Linked DNA regions of Zea mays: region 2 is linked to region 1. The links are chromatin contacts, called in public Hi-C maps. All regions are on one chromosome and are shown on one strand. Each heading gives the region's core, a stretch centred on a gene start, on an enhancer-like site or on the middle of the called end of the contact. The rest is flanking DNA. Distances are from core to core; before and after follow the strand shown. Region 1 holds the start of LOC100273873. Region 2 holds the start of LOC100273300.

What was found. A called contact is a pair of places that touch in the nucleus more often than the background predicts.
Region 2: a contact with region 1 is called in a Hi-C map of tassel, with 7 times the contacts expected there. The contact joins the promoter of LOC100273300 here to the promoter of LOC100273873 in region 1. A contact is called at or near these places in 2 of 25 Hi-C or Micro-C datasets (endosperm and tassel).

What each region holds. Positions count from the first base shown.
Region 1 is chr9:106,215,431-106,218,877 of Zm-B73-REFERENCE-NAM-5.0, reverse strand. It overlaps LOC100273873, which reads right to left and starts at 2,108. Exons shown (of 3, transcript NM_001360480.1): 1 at 1,959-2,108; 2 at 993-1,119; 3 at 1-904. The coding sequence starts at 825.
Region 2 is chr9:106,546,938-106,550,395 of Zm-B73-REFERENCE-NAM-5.0, reverse strand. LOC100273300 reads right to left here and starts at 1,874. Exons shown (of 7, transcript NM_001360231.1): 1 at 1,336-1,874; 2 at 1,115-1,249; 3 at 830-895. The coding sequence starts at 1,788.

The sequences.
Region 1 (3,447 bases), core at 859-3,358:
GGCCACCCTGTCCTCTACACTCAAAACTAGGTGCTCTTCAAATGGCTCAGCTGCAACAAACATCAAGTCCTCATTCCACAATGGATTCAAAGTCCGGCTTGCCAATGCCCTGGTTCTTTGGACTTGGTTGCCTAGCATTGCTTTGACATAAACTTCAGGGAACCTAGTCTTGTCATTTGGTATAAGATCCTGGGCTTCAATGACATTTACACGGAGATACCAAAGCTTTGGAGTTAGATACACTTTCGACCTAATGCTTGCAAGGCCATCACCAGGGACGGAGGCTGCATCAGAATGCCATGCTTCAGGGAACGCTTCATCAGCTTGAGTACCCATCCAAACAGCCAGCATCAACTCCCCCTTCACCTTGTGCCCATTGCGGTCTTCCAACCGATACCATTGTGGAGCCAATGGGCTATCAGGTGGCACTCTCTTTGGGACCTCATTCAAATCAAATATAACACGTCCAATGAAGTCATCCTTGACAAGATCCTTGTCCTTGACCAGAATCTCCACAACTGATGACTGGATGCGCTCCTTTGCAAAGGCAAAGACCTGATTCCACTCCGGGTTGTTCTTCTTCTCGAAATGCCCAGTTTGGCCCTTATAATTTCCTAGTTTCACCTCAACATAAGGATCACAACTCCCAGTGATGTCCTTGTTCGGAAGTTCCTTTGCTTTTACCACTCTTACATAAAGGTACTGCATCTGCTCAACCAGGTCATATGTGGTTGTGAGCTTGTCACCAGCAGCTGCACCACCAAGGTGAGGTGTGGTTTCCTTCAAGGAGTACTCCTCCGGACGGAGCGGTGGCCTCTGCATCATCTTGTTCGAAGACAAGCTTACACCAAACTTCTACTCACGGACTTGACAAAGTGCCAAGAAAACCCAGTCGTCGCTTGTCCTAAGAAAAGTAAACAGCTAGCTTTAGATAGTTGCTACAAGGAAAGAACATTAATGAACAATAATATGAATTAAGATGAAACTACTACCTCTGCAACAAACTTGTCGTGCTACACGGCTTAAGAGTATTTTGAACATTTCCTCATCTTGCTCTGCGGGGGGGGACCATTTGAATTGAAGAGAATGACCTCCACATCACCATTCAGGGGAAAAGACCTGCAGCAAGTATATGAAGCTGGAATGAACAAACCAGGTCTGCATTTCACTCAGTCTAAATCCCGCCTGAGAACTGCAGCCATCTGACTTCAGATATTTAGAAAACATCGCAACAGACGGATAGTGACTAAGCGAAGCATTACCGAAAAAGAAAAAGAATAAAGAAAGAAACCCTGAAAAGTAGCCATCTTTAGTAGCTGCGCACCAAACCAAGGAGGAGGAGTTTGGTCCATCGTAAAAGATAAACTAGACTCGACAGCTACTGCAGTGAGAAGCCGAAGTATTTCTAAATAAGTATATTTTTTCTTTTAATTTTGAAGGGAAGAGTAAACGGAACTCAGCGCACATGAAAGTTAAAACAAATACAGATCTAAAAACACCAGCGAGCAAAGAGCCAGCATCTTCCTCAGCGTTGCAAGAAGCAAAGAGGTACAGATGGGCACCAATAATTACATAGCTTTACCTTTTTCAAACTCGCTAGCCTTCTTTTTTTCAGCTTTTTCCCACTACCGCCCTCATATCAACGATGACCTAAGAAGCAAAAAAAAACAGATCCCACGCCATTACCACCCTAAAGAGCTCAAGACAACAGAGAAACCACCACGCCTGTGGGGTAAAGGTTAAAGGCCTAACCCCTTGAACCACGCCGCGCTATGCCGGCCGAGCAAACGCAAATTCCTGCAGCTACTCGGGGAACAGGGTCGGACCAAGGAACCGCGGTCGCGACCACCGGCATTACCATTTCCCCTCACAGGCTCGAAGAGACCAGTAGAATGGAACCAACCACGCGGGACGAAAAAGCCTGAGGGCAAAAACACAGGGATCTTTGGGCTGCTTACCGATATCACGCGTAGAGGCGCGCGGCGAGGAGGACTCAGAAGCTTCGTCGGTGGACAGGACGACGGATTTGCGCAAGGTCTTTTTCGGGTTTTTCTTGCGAGCAAAAACAAAGGCAGTAGAGAGGAGAGAGAGAGGGAGGTGCAGAGGAGGGTACTAGAGGGGCGTGGAGTGCTCGATCGACGGGGACGAAGTGGAGTGAGGGCGGGGTTTTGGTTTTGGGAGCGCAAAAGCCCCTCACCGGTCGGCGCTTTTCAGCGGAGGCCCTCGGCCTTGGTAGGATTTTGGTGGAAGGACCGGTCGTCTGCCTAGGGTTCCGTGCCAGCTCAATCTGCATTGTCGTTTTCTGTAGCTTTTGACGTGGGGTGGGCTTCGTCGCCATTTGTTGCATGGTATACTCCCTCCCGTTCTAAAATTCTTCTAAAATTCTTGGCGTTTTGGACATAATCTCATGTAACAAGAGATAAGAGTCATTAATTATAATGCACATTCTTTGTACTACCCATATTGAATAGTTTAATGTACTACTTACAATCAACTTCCGAGCACGCTATCTACTTGCTTCTCTTGTTAGTGTCAATTTACAACGAGTTCGACCAACTGCTTCGTCGTTAAATATGGCAATGGGCCCGAAACCCGAAAATCTCTGATTTGTAGCTAGTAATATGATGGTTTCTCTACTTGCATGTATGTTAGTGGGTAAAAATCTCTACCCGTTGGGTAGACATGTATGAGAATTGGTGGTGTACCAGTGGGTAAAATATACTCACATCATACTATTATTATCAATAATAGAGCACATCTTAGCTAAAAGAAAATCCTTCTCCGGATATTATTTGTTTAACTATTACTGCCAGTTTGGGAACCTCAAAACCGGAGGGGATTGAAGGGGCTAAAATCTCCTCTTTATTCAATTTTAAATAAAAAGGAGATTTTAGTCCCTTCAATCCCCTCCGGTTTTTGGATTCCCAAACTAGCCCTTAAGTTATATAATCACATGTTTGCTATATTTTAAGATTAGCTTATATTTGTGTGTCTATTTGACATTTTAAGAAATAGAAATATTAGAATATAAGATCTTTTTAGTGGGTATAGGTTATTAAAATTACTCGCACGAGTTTAGATATAGAACAGATTTAATACGTGCAAGCGTATATGGATAACCCAAATAGTATAATTTTTATTGATGGTATTACCAACAGATACTCGCCGTAGCAGCAAACGGCCCGGGAGTCACGCACCGCACATAAACGAATTAGGCGTAAGCATGGAGGGCCTTGGCGCAAAATATCCATAACCGCGCGCCCGCCCTGCACGACCACGGGAGGTCGAGACAGCACTCACTCGATGGTACCGTGCCCCGCGCCCCCGCCCCCACGCGACAGCTCGGGGGCCCGCCGTGTATATTCGCGTCGGTCTGCCCGTTCCACTTCTCTCTCTCTCCCTCGCTTTGAAATCCGAAACCGGCGTGCGCTCGCGTCGAGGACGGGC
Region 2 (3,458 bases), core at 625-3,124, 330 kb before region 1:
CCTCCCAACTGGCGCCTATCCAGCCACCTCCAGTCCTCCACGCACGCAGCCTTGCCTCCACATCCCCGCACCCAAGGACGCAGACCCATAATCCATAACGTTATCGCGAGCGCAGCGCAAAAGCGGATAGCAACACTCCATCCAGGATGGAAGCCTCATGGCGTCGACCAAGCCAGCCCCCATTCAAGCTACCTGCCCCCGGCACCTTTCAAAGCGCCTGCTTCATTCTGCCCAGACAATCACGCCCAAGGCACAGTTAGGTACGCCGGATCACGATGCCTCTCCCATATCTATCGCCCACAATGGCGCCGAGACGAGGCGGCCGCCACGATACCCCCATTTCCATCCCACCCCCGTCGTGCAACACGACCCATATGGACGTGTCGGGCGCACGATGCCAGAATAATCAGGCACCGCCACGTGTTGGAACGCATTGCATCTAAGGTGTTTCCCCGCGTTGGTATATGGTTTATTTTCGCAACCAGCGAGGCAAGCAGACGACTCTAGTCTTCTCTGCACGGCCGCGTTGCACACTTTACACGGGGCGCCGAGCGAAGGGAAGGAAAAAAAAATGAACATTCAGAGATGGCCTCTGAAAAGCAGTAAAATGACCACCGGAAGCAGGGAGAGCAGGGTCCTTGGGCGCGTAGGAGAACGGAGAGCAGGAATTTACACGACGCTAGCTAGGCCACATATACGGCGTAGGTTTAGGCTTTCCTTCCAAAGGCAATGCTCTTGCTCAGTACTCAAATTGAAGGTGGGGCGTGCGAGATGCAGATAGGAGTAAAGATGAGGGGGGGTAATAGATGGTGAGATAATGGAGGCACACCTTACTGCAGCCGGGGACCAGCTCCTTGAGCAGCTCCATCCTCGCATTGATCTTCTCGCGTCTCGCCTGTTGAGTGAATATTTTTTGTTTGTGAAGGCAGAAAAGGTAATCAACTTTTTGTCATACTGGAGAAGAAGAATGCAGGCGAATAATCAAGTGATTAGTGGCGAAAGCGACCCTGAAAAGGGGTCTACCGGCGACGTCACCACGTCCTAATCACCCAATCATTGGCATAAACCCCTCCCATGACATGAGCTTGCGCGGTTAGCGGCTCGGCGAACTCACCCGCTCGGCGAGGCTGTGGCTGTCCGTGGCCTGGCCCCGCCTGGCCCGCACGTGCACGTACGCCGGCTTCTCGTCGTCGCCGTCGCCGCCCGCGAGCTTCTCCTCCGCCGTCTTCCCCTTCTTCGCCGCCTTCCCCTGCGGCCACGGAGCAATCAGAGCCAAGGTCCGGCGGCGATGCCTAGCGAGGTCTGGAAATGCAGACGCGCGATGTAGTACCCTACCTTGGAGGCACGGTCGACGGGGTCGGCCTTGCGCTTGCCGGCGTTAGCGGCGGCGGGGAGGGGCCGGGCCGGGGACGTGGAGGATGGGGACGGGGACGGGGGCGCGAACGTGGATAAGCGCGCGGCGCGGTCCACGAGGTGCGGGTCGGAGGGGAAGGTTGGCGCGGGCGCTGTGGCTAGGGCGGGGGGCGTCGTGCGGGGGAGGAGCAGCTCCATGGCCTGCGAGGTGGGGAGTCCCAGCAGCGCCGTGAAGGAGCCTCCGCCTCCGCGGGCGCCCGCGGTGGAGGCATTGGCAGGGGCCAGCGCCGCCTGGATCTCGCCCCCGGCGGCGGGGAGCTCCTGCGGCGGCGAGGCGGGGCGCATCGGCGCGGCGGAGGCGTCCGGGACGAGGGAACGAGGGGAGGAGGACACGGGAGCAGAGGCGGAGGCGGGGGTAGGGGAGAGTGGCGCCATTATTTATAGGGGGGCCGGCGCTGAGGCGAGAGGTGGTGTCACTCACTGGTGTGCCGTGCGCGCGTGAGCTGCTGCTGCTGCGTTCGCAGTTCGCACTCGCACGCCCTGGCTCGGTGGCTCCTCCTCCGCTGGGGTCAAGGAAGGAGAAGATTGGAGAGGTAGGGACCTAGGGAGAGGAGAGGAAGCCCAGGCCCAGGAGGGGTGGTTAGAGCGTGTTTGCCACCTGTACCCGGCTTGGCCCGTTCAACTAGCCCAGGTTTGGGCTGTTAGGTTCTGCTGTTCTAACGCACCATGTTTGTATCCATACATCAAACCAGCCCGATCTAGATAAACTGTTTGCCACTCATCATACAATCAGCCTCAAAGCCCAACTACCAGCAACTGCCAAATCGAGATCGTGTTTAGAAGTTGGATGTGGTCAGCCTGACCCTTACAGCGAAATAAGCGAGCAATAATTTGTATGATCATTACAACAGTTGTTATCAATTAAACCATACAATTAGTGCCGATTAAAGCACTTGGCCTCAGACAAATTAAAATTCATCATTTTTATAACATTGATGGCTACACTGTACAATCAAAATAGGAAGCAGAGAAGAACATCTCCATATGCAACATAGTGAGACACATTTCTCAATCCTAGCAAAGAAACAAGATTACAGAAACAGAGTATACAAAGCAAAAGTGCATGTAGCCAGCTAAAGCCTTTGTCCATTCTGTCAATCTGTCATCATGGGCCTAATTAGTAAGACACAACAGCTAACCGTGTTAGCTAAGGCTTGCAAAGGAAGAAGATCACATAAATAGGTAAGAGAAAGCAAAATCACATGCATCTAGTTCTAACGCACCCCTTGCTCAAAACCTAAAATGCCTCAGTCAACTGCTTAGTCATAGTGATAGCAAACATCAGTGACGAACATCATTGGTTGTGTTACCAATATGATTGGCCTCAGCTTATGAATATGGTGGTTGTAATTTTTTTGTTCAAGTCATTGGTGGTTGTCATCTAAGCAATAACAACAAGCAGCGAATGCAATGGAGAAAACCAAGACGAACACAGACCTTGAGAATCAATCTCAAACTCAACAAAGGCAAATGAACATAATAGAAAACCACCTCATTACATAGTTGTTCGCACAATAAACCATTAAGTCTAGAAACAAAGATAGGCAAATAAATGGGACAAAAACAACATGATAAATTAGCTAGTTCATGTATCAAATAACGTAGCCAACAGAGCCTACACAAATAGTGCCTTACAATAACTTTGAGCCCAACAACTTAGGGCTCAAATGGTGTCCATGTCACCCAAATGTTACCTGTTGTTAGCCACCCTCCTAGGTAAATTGGACAAAATGACTGGTGGGAGTAAACCAATCAACCAGACTGCATAAATAAACAACAAACTATTCCTAGATGTAGTCAAAAGAAGAGAGAGTGGGTGAGGGGGTAGAGGAACTATACATCTCAACACATAACTGAGAGCACCTAGCGGGGGGTGAATAGGTGATCCTGTAAAATTTAAAACTTAACACCACAAACTTGATTAAGAGTTAGAACAATGAAATCAAGTGAGTAGAGAGGAGAGCTCTTGTGAAGCACAATAGACACAATAAGGACAAGCACAAGAGACACGAGGATTTATCCCGTGGTTCAGCCAAGTACAAAAA